Linked DNA regions of Sus scrofa: regions 1 and 2 are each linked to region 3. Evidence: chromatin contacts called from public Hi-C and promoter capture Hi-C data. All regions are on one chromosome and are shown on one strand. The core of a region is the stretch at or near the end of the contact, and the rest is flanking DNA. Distances in the headings are between cores, read along the strand shown. Region 1 holds the start of DYNLL1 (dynein light chain LC8-type 1). Region 2 holds the start of TMEM116 (transmembrane protein 116). Region 3 holds the start of RAB35 (RAB35, member RAS oncogene family).

The links. Promoter capture Hi-C pulls out the DNA fragments that hold promoters and counts their contacts. A called contact is a pair of places that touch in the nucleus more often than the background predicts.
Region 1: a contact with region 3 is called in a Hi-C map of liver, with 8 times the contacts expected there. The contact joins the promoter of DYNLL1 here to the promoter of RAB35 in region 3. A contact is called at or near these places in 3 of 47 Hi-C or Micro-C datasets (liver, mesenteric adipose tissue and skeletal muscle).
Region 2: a promoter capture Hi-C map of liver shows a contact between it and region 3, with 1.9 times the contacts expected there. The contact joins the promoter of TMEM116 here to the promoter of RAB35 in region 3. A contact is called at or near these places in 2 of 5 promoter capture datasets (fetal liver and liver), 1 of 47 Hi-C or Micro-C datasets (skeletal muscle) and 1 of 2 datasets of contacts at active chromatin or transcription factors (alveolar macrophages).

Annotation. Positions count from the first base shown.
Region 1 is chr14:40,453,340-40,457,349 of Sscrofa11.1, forward strand. DYNLL1 (dynein light chain LC8-type 1) reads left to right here and starts at 2,615. Exons shown (of 3, transcript NM_001195114.2): 1 at 2,615-2,748; 2 at 2,957-3,094. The coding sequence starts at 2,963.
Region 2 is chr14:39,693,710-39,697,961 of Sscrofa11.1, forward strand. TMEM116 (transmembrane protein 116) reads left to right here and starts at 2,030. Exons shown (of 12, transcript XM_021074212.1): 1 at 2,030-2,051. ERP29 (endoplasmic reticulum resident protein 29) reads right to left here and starts at 2,039. Exons shown (of 3, transcript XM_003483432.3): 1 at 1,734-2,039. The coding sequence starts at 1,877.
Region 3 is chr14:40,138,756-40,142,923 of Sscrofa11.1, forward strand. It overlaps RAB35 (RAB35, member RAS oncogene family), which reads right to left and starts at 2,506. Exons shown (of 6, transcript NM_001243291.1): 1 at 2,327-2,506. The coding sequence starts at 2,378.

The sequences.
Region 1 (4,010 bases), core at 1,365-3,864, 310 kb after region 3:
CAAATTATGAGAAAATTCATGTGAATTTGTTCTGAAGGAATAAGTGAGGCAGGTACAATGGAAAAAATAAGTTATTTCAGTAAAGAGTAACTGAAGGGTGGTGTTAGAAGGTGAGTAGAGGAGTTCCCGTCGTGGCGCAGTGGTTAAAGAATCCGACTAGGAACCATGAGGTTGCGGGTTCGATCCCTGCCCTTGCTCAGTGGGTTAACGATCCGGCGTTGCCGTGAGCTGTGGTGAAGGTTGCAGACGCGGCTCGGATCCCGCGTTGCTGTGGCTCTGGCGTAGGCCGGCGGCTACAGCGCTCAGCGCTCCGATTCGACCCCTAGCCTGGGAACCTCCATATGCCGCAGGAGCGGCCCAAGAAATAGCAACAACAAAAAGACAAAAGACAAAAAAAAAAAAAAAAAAAAAAAGAAGGTGAGTAGAGATGGTTCTTTAGGAAAGGAGGCATTTGAGCTCAAATCTAAATGAGCAGATGTTATGCCAAGAGGGAGGTGGGAGGATAGGGGTCCCAGTCACAGCTGCTATGAGGAATAACTGACTGAATGAGAAGCACTTGGCCGTAAGCAACCACTCAGTACACAGCTGCCGTTCTTATGACCTCATCCCCTTTAAATACTCTCAGCTCCTATTCAAACAAGGAGAAGCTGGCCAAGCCATAGATCAGAGGGATTTTATATTTTTCCATATATATATATATATATATATATATATATATATATACATGAAAAGTAAAGGCCTGTCTGGCATCACATCAGATTCCATAGCTCTGAACCATACGCACAAGTCAGGTAGGAGCACTAACCCAGCCATCCAACTTCTTCCTCAGGAGTGACGCATAGAACTACTTTCAACTTCTTCTTCAGGAGTGACCCATCCTTTAACTCCTCAAATCCATAATTCCACTACTGGAAACCTGAAATTGGGAAGAGCCTCTTAATTTGATTTTACTGATATGCATAAATTGTACCTGAGTTTCTGTTATTCCCATCTGTGTGCCTCTGATCAAATTGTAAGTCTCTGGGTTAATGAGACTGAGTGGTCAAGTAGAAACAGGCAAAAATGTAAACAAAGCTTCTGATTGCGTTATTAAATTGATAACTTGTTTACGGAAGTTCTAAAACACATTAAAGGTGGAATTCTCTTTGTGAACCCAACTAGTATCCATGAGGATGTGGGTTTGATCCCTGGCCTTGCTTGGTAGGTTAAAGATCTGGCGATGTGGTGAGCTGTGGTGTGTGTTGCAGACTTGGCTCGGATCCCAAGTTGCTGTGGCTGTTGTGTAGGCTGGCAGCTGTAGCTCCAATTTGACCCCTAGCCCGGGAACTTCCATGTGCCGCAGGTGAAGCCCTAAAAAGCAAGAAAACCAAAAGAACAAAAAGCAAACGACCCCCTCCCCCCCATTTTAGGCATTTAAGTGTTGGTTGTTGAAAACCTTGCCCTTGCCGTAACTGTTCCATAAGCTGACAGTTACTGGTGAGATTCTTCCAACCCTTACTATGTGCCCCAAGTAGTGCTAAGAATTTCAAATGCATTAGTTTATTTAATATTCTCAACAAGCATATTAAGTGGTTTCCTTTTATATTTAGTCCCCCTTTTCCGATTAGAAAACTGAGGTTCAAACAGCTAGTAAATGACTGACCCTGCTCCCCAATCCCCCCTTGCTTTTTCTAACCACTTAAGCAGTTAGTCTTCCTAAACTAGAGAAAATACCTCTGAGGGATGCCTTTCTATCCACTTTGGCCCCAGAGATAAATCTCCACCAAGAAACTCCCACAGGAAAGATGGCCTCATCTGAGCAAGATGCCCCACCCTTGACACACACACTCAGGATTAACACTTCCAAATCCATTGGGAAGGTCCTCCATCCCCTTAAAAGGAAGTTAGCATTGCCCAGCAGGGAGGCCCCACTCTTGCGGATAATCTCTTAATTCACAAGGAAACCCTCTCTCATTCTTCAGGACTTCCAAACCACAACCCCCCACTGCCGCCATGTTTCAGAGTAAGTCTGGCTGGCCCAATGCAATATGAAAATGTGGCGTCCCTTTTTAAGACAAATTAATAAGAATTTCAAGAATGAGATCACAGAGCATAAAACCAAACCCCGAGGCTCCTCTTCTGCGACTGCACTGGTCACTTCCCCACGAAGCCGGCCCTGCCTCCCCTCACAGATACCTTTTCAATGAAGGGAATCGCTACCTCAGAATCGGAAAATCCTTTTGACGTGGGGTGGAGGTAGGGAGGAATGTAGGATACCCAACTTCCCAAGACTATCCTTATTGGAGAACACACCCTGGGACAACCTCTGTAAATTGAGAATCACTTCTCTTGGTTTGGGAGGACAACCCCTTCGACTACCCTAGCCGCTGGGTGGTCCTCGCTACTCAGCCACTGCACCACCTTAGGGGTGTTTGGGCCCGCACCGCGTGTGGCCCATTGCCGGGGCAACGGACGCCGAGAGCGGTGCATTGTGGTCTGCAACAAAATGCAGGAGAAAGATCCTGAGGGAACCATTCAGTCCCTGGGCCAATGGGAGAGTCTTAGGGGCTGAGTCAAGCCAATAGGGGCGTTCGGCGGGGGGCGGGGCCGGCGGGAACAGGGCGGGGCTTAGGCACTAGGCGGCGGCGGCTGGAGTGGGGCTGCTTAGATGCGCCACGGCTTCGGTAGCGACCGCCTCTCCCGACGGGTCTGATCCTCCGCAGCCCCTCCCCCAGGAGACCGTTGCAGTCGGCCAGCCGCTGCTACTTGGTAAGGCTCGGGAGGGGGTACTCCGCTACCTGGCTTCGTCCCCCGCAGGGCTTCTTCGGTCCGCGCGGCCGGCGCTTCCTGAGAGGCGGGGTGGGGGGCGTCGTCCCGGGGTGGCGTGGGGCGGGCAGAGCGGGCCTGGGAAGCAGGCGCTTTGCAGACGCAGCCGACACCTCAATTCCTTACCCTTTGCCCGGGCCTTGCCCCCCAGGTAACCATGTGTGACCGAAAGGCCGTGATCAAAAATGCCGATATGTCGGAGGAGATGCAACAGGATTCGGTGGAGTGTGCTACTCAGGCACTGGAGAAATATAATATAGAGAAGGACATTGCGGCCCATATCAAGAAGGTGAGGACAGAGCGCGGGCTGGGGGCTCGGGGAGTTTACGCACAGCTGGGGAGAGTAACAATCTAGTTCCATCTCCTTGATCCTGCGACCCAGCACGCTGCAGAGATCCTGGGGGCACACAAGGCAGCGCGGGTATAGAGGTTTCTAGAAAAGGATGCACATGATTTTTGCGCTTCTCCTGAATATTAGACCCTGAGCGCCCGAAGTTTTTTTATTACCCAGCTCCGCGGGTAAAGCGCCACCTAGCAACGGTTTCTAGGATCAGGGAGCAGCGGCTCTCCTTTCTCCGTGATTGCTGCGCGGAGGATCCATCTGGGTGTTTGGGAGGGGGGAGCTGCGTGGGTGTTTCCAGCAGGACCGGAGGGAGATCTTGCCAACCTCCAGTGGGGAGTCAGTCGGCAGTTGAGGGGAAAGTGGGTGGTAGTGATGGTGGGGGATTGGTAAATGGCAGTCTGTAGAAAGCTGGCAGGCCTGCCAACTTCTCGAGCTCTGTTTTCTAGAAGGGAAGGAAGCTGGCAGCCTAAGCCGTGGGAGGGTTCCAGTGGGGAATGAGACGATGAAAGACTTCAGATGGAACAGAAATAAATATCTTTTGACAAAGGCAGGCATGCATTGGTCTAGTTTATAAGAATGTTTTTCCCCTTAATCTAAAAGATGTCCCTGCTGAAGTACAAGAGTAGCCAAATTTTGCCTAACTCACCAGAGACTTGTAAGACTTTCATAGAGAAAGATTAGTTTTGGCCTCTGCCTAGGGTAACCAAGTGAAAAATTAACACTCGAGGGTGGGCTCTGGAAAATTTGTGGCTGCAATTTGCTATATTTGAGAACCAGGTAGTAGATTAGCACCATCAGTATAGATGGAAGCAGAAGGGCTATTGACATTAAAAATAAAATTTGCTCAGTTGGCTGTCAGGTT
Region 2 (4,252 bases), core at 780-3,279, 450 kb before region 3:
AGCTATGGTGTAGGTTGCATCACAGCTCGGATCTGGTGTTGCTGTGGCTGGGGCATACACCAATGGCTGCAGCTCTGATTAAACCCCTAGCCTGGGAACTTCCATATGCTGCAGGTACGGCCTTAAAAAGAAAACAAAAACAAAAAAACAAAGTTTGAGCAAAGAATGTTATAGTCACAAAGATCTGCCAGTGCAGAGGGCCTAAGGCAGTAAGTAATGAGCTAGGAATTGCCAAAGGACAGATGTGTGATACCTGTGGCTGGAGCAGAGAGGACAAAGAGGAGAATGGTTAGATTAGAAGAGAAGGAAGCAAGGCTCAGATCATGTAGGACTTAGGGTACTGTGTAAATACCCTAAGCTCAAGAGTAAAAACAGGGAGGCCACTGAGGCTATTGTGGTAGCTGTAAAGATGGAGACGCAGCAACAGTGCAGTTTCTCCCTGAGTCACACTTGGTTTGTCACGTTATCTCATTTTCACCTATGGGTGGTAGGGGTGTCACTTTGCCAATAAAGACCTCCAAAGGGCTCTGCTGTGGCGTGTGCCTGACAACCAGCCAGCCAACCTACACTTTTTTTTTTTTTCTTTTTAGGACCGCAATGCGGCATACGGAGGTTCCCAGACTAGGGGTGGAATTGGAGCTGGAGCTGCAGCTGCCGGCCTACGCCACAGCCGCAACAACACCAGATATCACGACACCAGAGCTCACTGGCAGCACTGGATCCTTACCCCACTGAGCGAGGCCAGGGATCGAACCCACATCCTCTGGGCACTAGTTGGGTTCATTATCGCTGAGCCACAATGGCAACTCCATACACCTACACTTTTACATTCTTGAAAATTTGCCTTGAATGAGTCACAGGTACCAACTTCAGGAACAGGAACCCTTTCGAAAAGGGGAAGAGTTCAATCACTTGAGATAGATAGATACTTCTTGGTTTCACTTCCCAGCAATGAGCATGGACTAAAATAAAACGCCTGGTTCTCTCTCAACACTTAGCTCGCCCGTCTCACAGGTGAAGTTAAGGTGCCAGTGGGTGAAGAAAGGTGAAAGATCAGGGGACTGGGACTGCATTCAGCTTTCCATATTTCCACCTTCCACGTACCGAGGCCAGGACCCCAATTCTGTGAATACGGAGGTGGGGATTGTAGCTAATCCTTCCAAGTCTTGACCCGATTTTGCCACCAGGCCCAAGACATTCACTACAGAGTGGTTGAACTGAAGCTTATTCTCAAAGCTTGCACTTTTTATGGAGAGGCAGAATATCTGGACAGTGGCTGAAATCCATGCCAAGGAAAGAGGGGCGCTGAAGTGCAGGTTAACAAGCAGGGTTTCCACCCCTGCCCAACACAGTGGCGTCCGCTTCGAACTGCCCTCCAGGTTTCTCTACTTTGGACCCGAGGATTGGGCTCACCTGGCACCTCCCTCTTCCCACAGGTGATGGGAAGGGGCACCCTGCTCCCTCAGCTCCATTTCTGCAGTTCTTTTGCAAAGGAGGAAGCAAGTATAAATATTGCAAAGGCAAAGGTGCGTGGTGACCATGGATCATGCATGCTCCAAGGCCAAGATACGGCCTCGGCCCAAAGTCCACCAGCCCTGCAAGGCGGTGGGAACCCACGAGATCATTGCTACAGACCACCTCCCGCCAGCTAGCTGTACCCAGCGTCCCCCACGGGTGGGCGCTGCCCTAGGAGCTCTGGCTGCACCTGCGCGCGATGTCCCCCGCCGCGTTACCTTGTAGAAAGTAATTGTATCCAGGGGAAGGGCGCCCTTGGTGTGCAGGCCGCTGCCGCCTTGCGGAGCAGAGAGAAACAGGAGGAACAGGAGAAGGGGAAAGAGTGGAGAGAGACAAGCAGCGTGGGGAATGGCGGAAGCCATAACGCCTTATTCTGGCAGTAGCTGCTGAAGCAGAGGAAGCGTGGAGTCGGGAGTCACGTGTCTAGGAGGGCCGACTCCGGCGCGCGTACGTGTACTAGCCGGCAGGCTCTCGGCGGCCTAGGGTGAGAGGGTGGGGCCTCGTGAGGGGAGAGGGGGGAAATGGAGCTGCTGCGCGTGCGTACTCGGCGAAAGCCAGCTGGGGCCTAGGGTGATTGGGCGGGGCCAAGTGGCGGGGAGGGGGTTGATAGTGTGGGGCGTGTGGGGGAGGGGCCGGAGGAGGAGGGGGCGTGTGGGGGAGGGGCCGGAGGAGGAGGGGGCGTGTGGGGGAGGGGGCGGAGGAGGAGGGGAGGGAGGAGGAGGGGGCGGAGGAGGAGGGGGCGGAAGGACTGCCGCGCACGCGCTCTCTGCGAGGCTTTCAGCTGGCCTGCCCCTTTCCCGTCATCCTCCGCCAGAGGAGTGGCGCGAAGCGCGTGCTCGGCGTTTTTATGGCCCTTGGGTCGCGTCTTTCCTTCTCTTCGAAGATGACGAAGCCGGCCAGCATTTCTTCTTGCCTTTGGTTGGGATGTGCTACTACCTTTGGTTAGTCTGTCAGGCCGTCTGACTGTGCTACTGCCTCTTAGTTGGCACGATATTATGTTCATTCAGTCGTATTCGGCTCCCACCCTTAGGCGGTAGCTGAGCTGGTGTGTGAGACGAGGCTCTTGTCAGTTTGGCTGTCAGGGCCTCCCCTACCCCTGACCAGCCCTATATGAGGCTTACTCTGTGGTGCGTGCTTCACCAGGGAGGCTCCAGGCTCATAAAAATAGGCTTCCCTTATTTTTAAAGTCCTAATAATTCTGTTGAACAGGTGTTTGTTCAGCATATAGTTTATACTAGATCCCAGGTTTGCTTGCAGGAATGCAGAATGGAGATGAATGAGACCGAACTCTGTACTGAACGAACTCAGTGGTGGGGCAGGAGGAGTCATGGAAATAGTAATAGAAACGTTACAGTGTAATTGGTAGAAAATAAGACTGTATTACAGGCTCATGAAAGCATAAATGGTAATTCAGTCAGTCCCGCTCAGTAGTGTTAGGGAAAGTAATAGACAGGAGGTGACTTTTGAGCTGGATCTAGAAAGAAGAGGAGGTGTTTACTTACAAGGCAAATAGCAGATGATGGTTCTAATAAGGGGGGGGGGACATGATGAATCTGTGAATGAACTGAGGCACGTGGTGAAGGGTCTCATCAAGCGAAAGGGTTTGGAGCCATCAGAGGTTTTAACCAGAAGAATGACTTTAGATTTGCTGTTACTTGGGAATAAAGAAGATGGATGTGAAAAGAAGGGAATAAATTGTGTAATACTTTATAAGGAATTTAGCACCAAGTAAACCATTACATGTGTCTAGTAAATGTGCTTTAGAGAGGTTCAGAAAAATTTATTGGAGTTTGCACTAATAAATTATTAAAGTAAGACACATAGACAAATGATAGAAGTTAGAGGAGGGGATAATCACTGTGAGCTAAGATGGTTAAAGAAGGCTTCATGAAGGTGGAAATGGAGTTAAGCCTTGGAAAGAAGATCGTTTTGGGTGGAGAACAAGTAAAAAGGAGCAGAAGTGGAAATCATCATGATACTTTGGGGGAATGATCAGCTTGGCTTGAGGGAGTTCTCAAAACAGTAGGTAGTAAGACAGTTTTAAGCCCAAGTAGGAAAAAATCTTGAAAATGAAACTAATTTATGTTTTGCCTTGAAGTCAATAAGGAGCTATTATCCATTTTGAGTATATAAAATGCTTTGAGTACATCTATTTAGTATGATCGATCAGGAGGGACTTTCTAGTCATGACTAGTTTATTTATTTTGCTTTTTAGGGCTGAACCTGCAGCATTATGGAGGTTCCCAAGCTGGGGTCAAATCGGACCTACAGCTGCCGGCCACGGCCACAGCCACAGCAACTCAGGATCCAAGCCTAGTCTGTGACCTACGCCACAGCTCACAGCAACGCCAGATCCTTAACACACTGAGCAAGGCCAGGGATCAAACCCACAACGTAATGGTTCGTAGTCAGATTCATTTCTGCCGTGCCATGACTGGAGCTCCTAGTCATGACTAGTTTAGAAGTAGGTTTTGAAAAAGTGAAAGAAGTGGATTGGTTGGAGAGGGAAGGGAAATACTGGTACATTTGCTAGGAATTGCAAAAACACAGTAATTGTTTCAATTCTTCCCCCCCCTTTTTTTGTCTTTTTGCCATTTCTTGGGCTGCTCCCGGCATCTGGAAGTTCCCAGGCTAGGGGTTGAATTGGAGCTGTAGCTGCCAGCCTACACCAGAGCCACAGCAACGCGGGATCCAAGCCACGTCTGCTACCTACACCACAGCTCACGGCAACGCCGGA
Region 3 (4,168 bases), core at 1,256-3,755:
GTTTGCCAGGCCTGACACCAGCTGCTCACAAAGCATTGATGTACATTAACTCCTGGCTTTGCCTCTGACGAGCCGTGTGACTTGGGGCAAGTCATTCAGCTCCTCTGAGCCTTAGTTTCCTTATTTGACAAACCACACAGGCAACAGGTGAGAACCAGATGAGAGAGTGTCTGTGGAATCATTTGAAAATACTTAAGAAATCACCACATAAAAGGCCAGGTTCAGGGCAGGGCGTGATGTTAGTCTCCTTGCTCAGTTGCCAAAGCACTGTTTGAACTTCCATGGCTACCACCTCCCAGCTTCAAAAGCACTGGGCTTTGAGTATCAGCTGTCAAGAGAAATTAAACTGCAAAGGATCCATCTCCTCTACACATACAGTCCTATATGCTCAGGCTTAACCAGGAACCAGATCACATAAATCTTGACCCAGTGAGTTTTCTTCCACACATGACTTCTGAGTGAAAAATCAATACACCATGCAAAACGTACAGCGAGATAGGTGGCCAAAACCATCTCCTGGGTTTCTTGGGGGAGAAAAGCCAAAAAGTTGCATCTTCTTGCTGAGCTATCCATTTCTGAATATCAACACACAGGCCTCAGATGTCTTGTAGAAGGATAAGGACCTGACTATGGTGGGCTGACTAACTCCAAAAGGACAGAAATCACCCTGTGCCAGCCCCTGAGAACCAAGGTGAGGGCTGAAATCAAATCCTGAAAGGCATAAGCCTCAGGACCCCATGAAACACCATAGGCCTTCTCCAAAAGCAAGGCTACAGCTTCTCTAGTTTTCTTTCATTCAAACCACTCCACCTTCCTAACTCCTCTGTCAGCCACAGCTACTCTTCATCTCCCTAGTTAGCCCCTAACTTTTCTCCCTTCCACCAGCAATCACAGAAACCCCAGATACCCTTCACCTTATCCAAACCATCAGCCCCGTCCCAATCCAGCTCCACAACAAGACCAAAACCCACCCACTTTCCTGGCCCAGCTGTCACAACACCGCCACATCAGTTACTGACAACACCTTTGATTTCCCCTCTTTCCTTAATAATCCATGAGCTCCACCACCAACCTGGCCTCTGCCTCCAGTCACATGACCTCGATGCCCACATTCAACTCAAGTCTGGTCTATAAACTTGGCACTTTCCCAAGCCTCCTTCCCCATCATAAAGTCCCAGGGCCTCAGCTACGCTCCCAGAAACCTCCTGGGGCCTGCTTCCCTGACCTCTTGGTCACCCCTTTAATAAACCTGCTTACCTGCCGCACTCCAAACACCTCTAAAAACCCTCCACCCTTTCTCAGAAACCAGACTAGCTTTTCCGAGGGTACTTGATATTCATTCATTCATTCATTCGACAAATATATATTAGGCACCTACTGGGTGCCAGGCACTGCACTAGCCACTGGAGAGTGAGCACTGCCCCAAGCTCTCTAGGAGTGTATAAACGGTCAAAGCACTTTTGTAATGTTGGCAGACCCACCTCCAATATCTGTCTAGCATCTAGTGTACAATACGTAACAGCAAACATATACTAAGAACTCACTATGTGTCAGACACTTTTCCCAACATAGTGTGTGCAATATCTCACTGAATACTCAATCAGCTCAGTGAGGCAGATCGTACTACTATTTCATTTTTACAGATGAGGAAACGGAAGCATACAGAGATAATAATTCAGCAGGAATGTGCCAGTCCTTGAGTGAAGTGCTTTACCTGTCTTACTTCATTTAAACCTCACAGGAATCTCATGAGGAAGGTTCTGGGAATATCCCCATTTTACAGAGGATGAAACTGAAGCTTCCAAAGGCTACTGATAACCACATCGATTGCTAACATCTACCTAGAGCTAGCTCACTCCACCAGGTCGAGTGTTAAGCACTTTTCCAGCTTTATCTCATCCAATACTCACACCACCCTACGAGGCAAGTCCCCAATTCTCAGATGAGGAAACTGAGGCTCGGAAAGGCGAAACAATTCGCCCAAGGTCAGAATGAGGAAGCTAGTAGTCCCGAGACTCGAACCTGGGTCCCTCCAACTCCAGACACCGCGCGACTTGACCAAGGTCACACGTGAGGCAGGGGCCGGCGCGACCAGTGGACCGGGAGCCCAGCCCCGAGCCCCGCGCACCCGGCCCCTCGGCTCCGTATCCCCGCGCCCCAGCCTCACCTCGGAGCCGCCCCGAGCCCCTCCGCGCGCCCCTGCAGCCGCCGGCTGCCCCACCCGCCCCGCGCGGGCCGGCACCTCCCCGCCAGTCTGCCCGCCCCGAGGCCCCTGCGGGCCGCGCCCGGCAGGGCCCACGCCGCCTCCGGCCGCCGCGGCCCTTACCGCTGTCGCCGATGATGAGCAGCTTGAAGAGGTGGTCGTAGTCCCGGGCCATGGCGGGCGGGGGAGGCGCGCGCGGGCGGGCGGGGTCGGTGCTGGCCTCGCGATCCGCAGCTCCCTCCGGGCTGCTCCGGCAGCGGCGGATCCACTTCCCGAACAAACAGCCGGAACTGACAGAAACACCTCCCTCCGCTCCCCCTCCTCCTCCTCCTCCTCTTCAGCAGCCGCCGCCGCTGCCACCGCCTCCCTCCTTCCCGCCCCGCCCCGCCACTGCGCAGGCGCAGCGCCTGTCCCCGCCTCTGCGCAGCCGCGGCCGCAGCCAGCCGCGCCCTCTCCGCGCTCACGCACTGCGCGTGCGCCCAGGCAGAGTCCCGCGGGCGAGGGCTGGCCTTTCCTGCGTCTTTTCGCCGATCACAGCAGCCGCCGCCGCCCGCAGCCCGCAGCCCGCGGCCTGGAGGGTTCGGAGAGCAGAGCTGCGGTGGAACCCTAATTGGAAGAAGCCTAGAATGAGGAAGAAGTCCGGCCGTGGCCCGGAAAAGACCCGCTCCTTCATCTTCAAGACCCGCAAGCGCTGCGGAGAGGAAAAGACTGGCAGTGACCGCTGGGGCGGGGCTTACGCCGAGCTCCCGGTTTCTCGGGGCTGGGGACTCGGACACTCCGCCCCCTTCTGCGTGGACGCCGCCTCCGGGGTGCTAGCTCCGGCCCCCTACCGTCTCCCGAGCCTATGGACAGGACGCCGAGGCGGCTGGAGGCTGCGGTGTGTACAGGACCGGAGTCGCCCGCTGGGGAGTAACGTGTTAGGTGTATGGCTTTGACGTCAGTGCTGGGGAGAAGTCCCATCCTAGCCCAGAGACCTATTGGAGCTTGAGTTGCCTTGTTGATAAAACGGGGTGGGTGATACCAGATTCAGGGTCCTGTCCAACATGACGTTGAGCCTGGGAGGTGACGAACCCCGCAGATCGACAGCAGCAGCTCCTGCAGCTTCAATTTCACACCATCTACAGATACACCACTTTTCCAAATCACGTGGTAGGAAGACCTGGGTTGCAGAAGTTAAGCGGTATTCGGTTTATCATCAGACCCAGTTTTTTTCCGGTTGTAGAGTAAGTTCCCACCTGCACTAAAAGTAGAATGCGCCTCTTGCCATCCTCATTTACAGAACTGAAGAGAAAAAAATTTGTTACAAGTTCTGTATGTCCCTCTCACTTTCTAGTGAAGTACCTTTTATATATTTCTACTTGCTTTCTCAAACTTCCTTTTACCTTGACTTTATACAAAGTAATTCTCTTGGTTTTTAAATATATACAGAAGGTTACCAAAAAGTACAAATTACTGCTTTTCCCTCAGACCCATTCCTCACATGTAAACAAACCCTGTTAATAAATTTATTAAAAGTTAAATGTTTTAAGTTTAACAAATATTTGTTGAATGAATAAATGTCCTTCAATTAATTTCCTTTGCCTGTGCATACACTTAAATTGCTTTTTCTCTTTAACAACATACTTGGGCCTTCTGTCATCACAGCTGCATGGGTATGACACTCCATCATATATATATGGTGATACTGGAGTTCCCATTGTGTCAGTGGTAACAAATCCAACTAGTATCCATGAGGAAGAGGGTTCGATCCCTGGCCTCGCTCAGTGGGTTAATGATCCGGTGTTGCGGTGAGCTGTGGTGTAGGACTCAGCTTGGATCTGATGTTGCTGTGGCTGTGGTTTTGCCAGGCAGCCAAAGCTCCGATTTGATCCCTAGCCTGGGAACCTCCATATGCTGCTGCGGATGCAGCCCTCAAATAAAAAGACAAAAAAAAAAAATGTGTGTGTGTGTGTGTGTGTGTGTGTG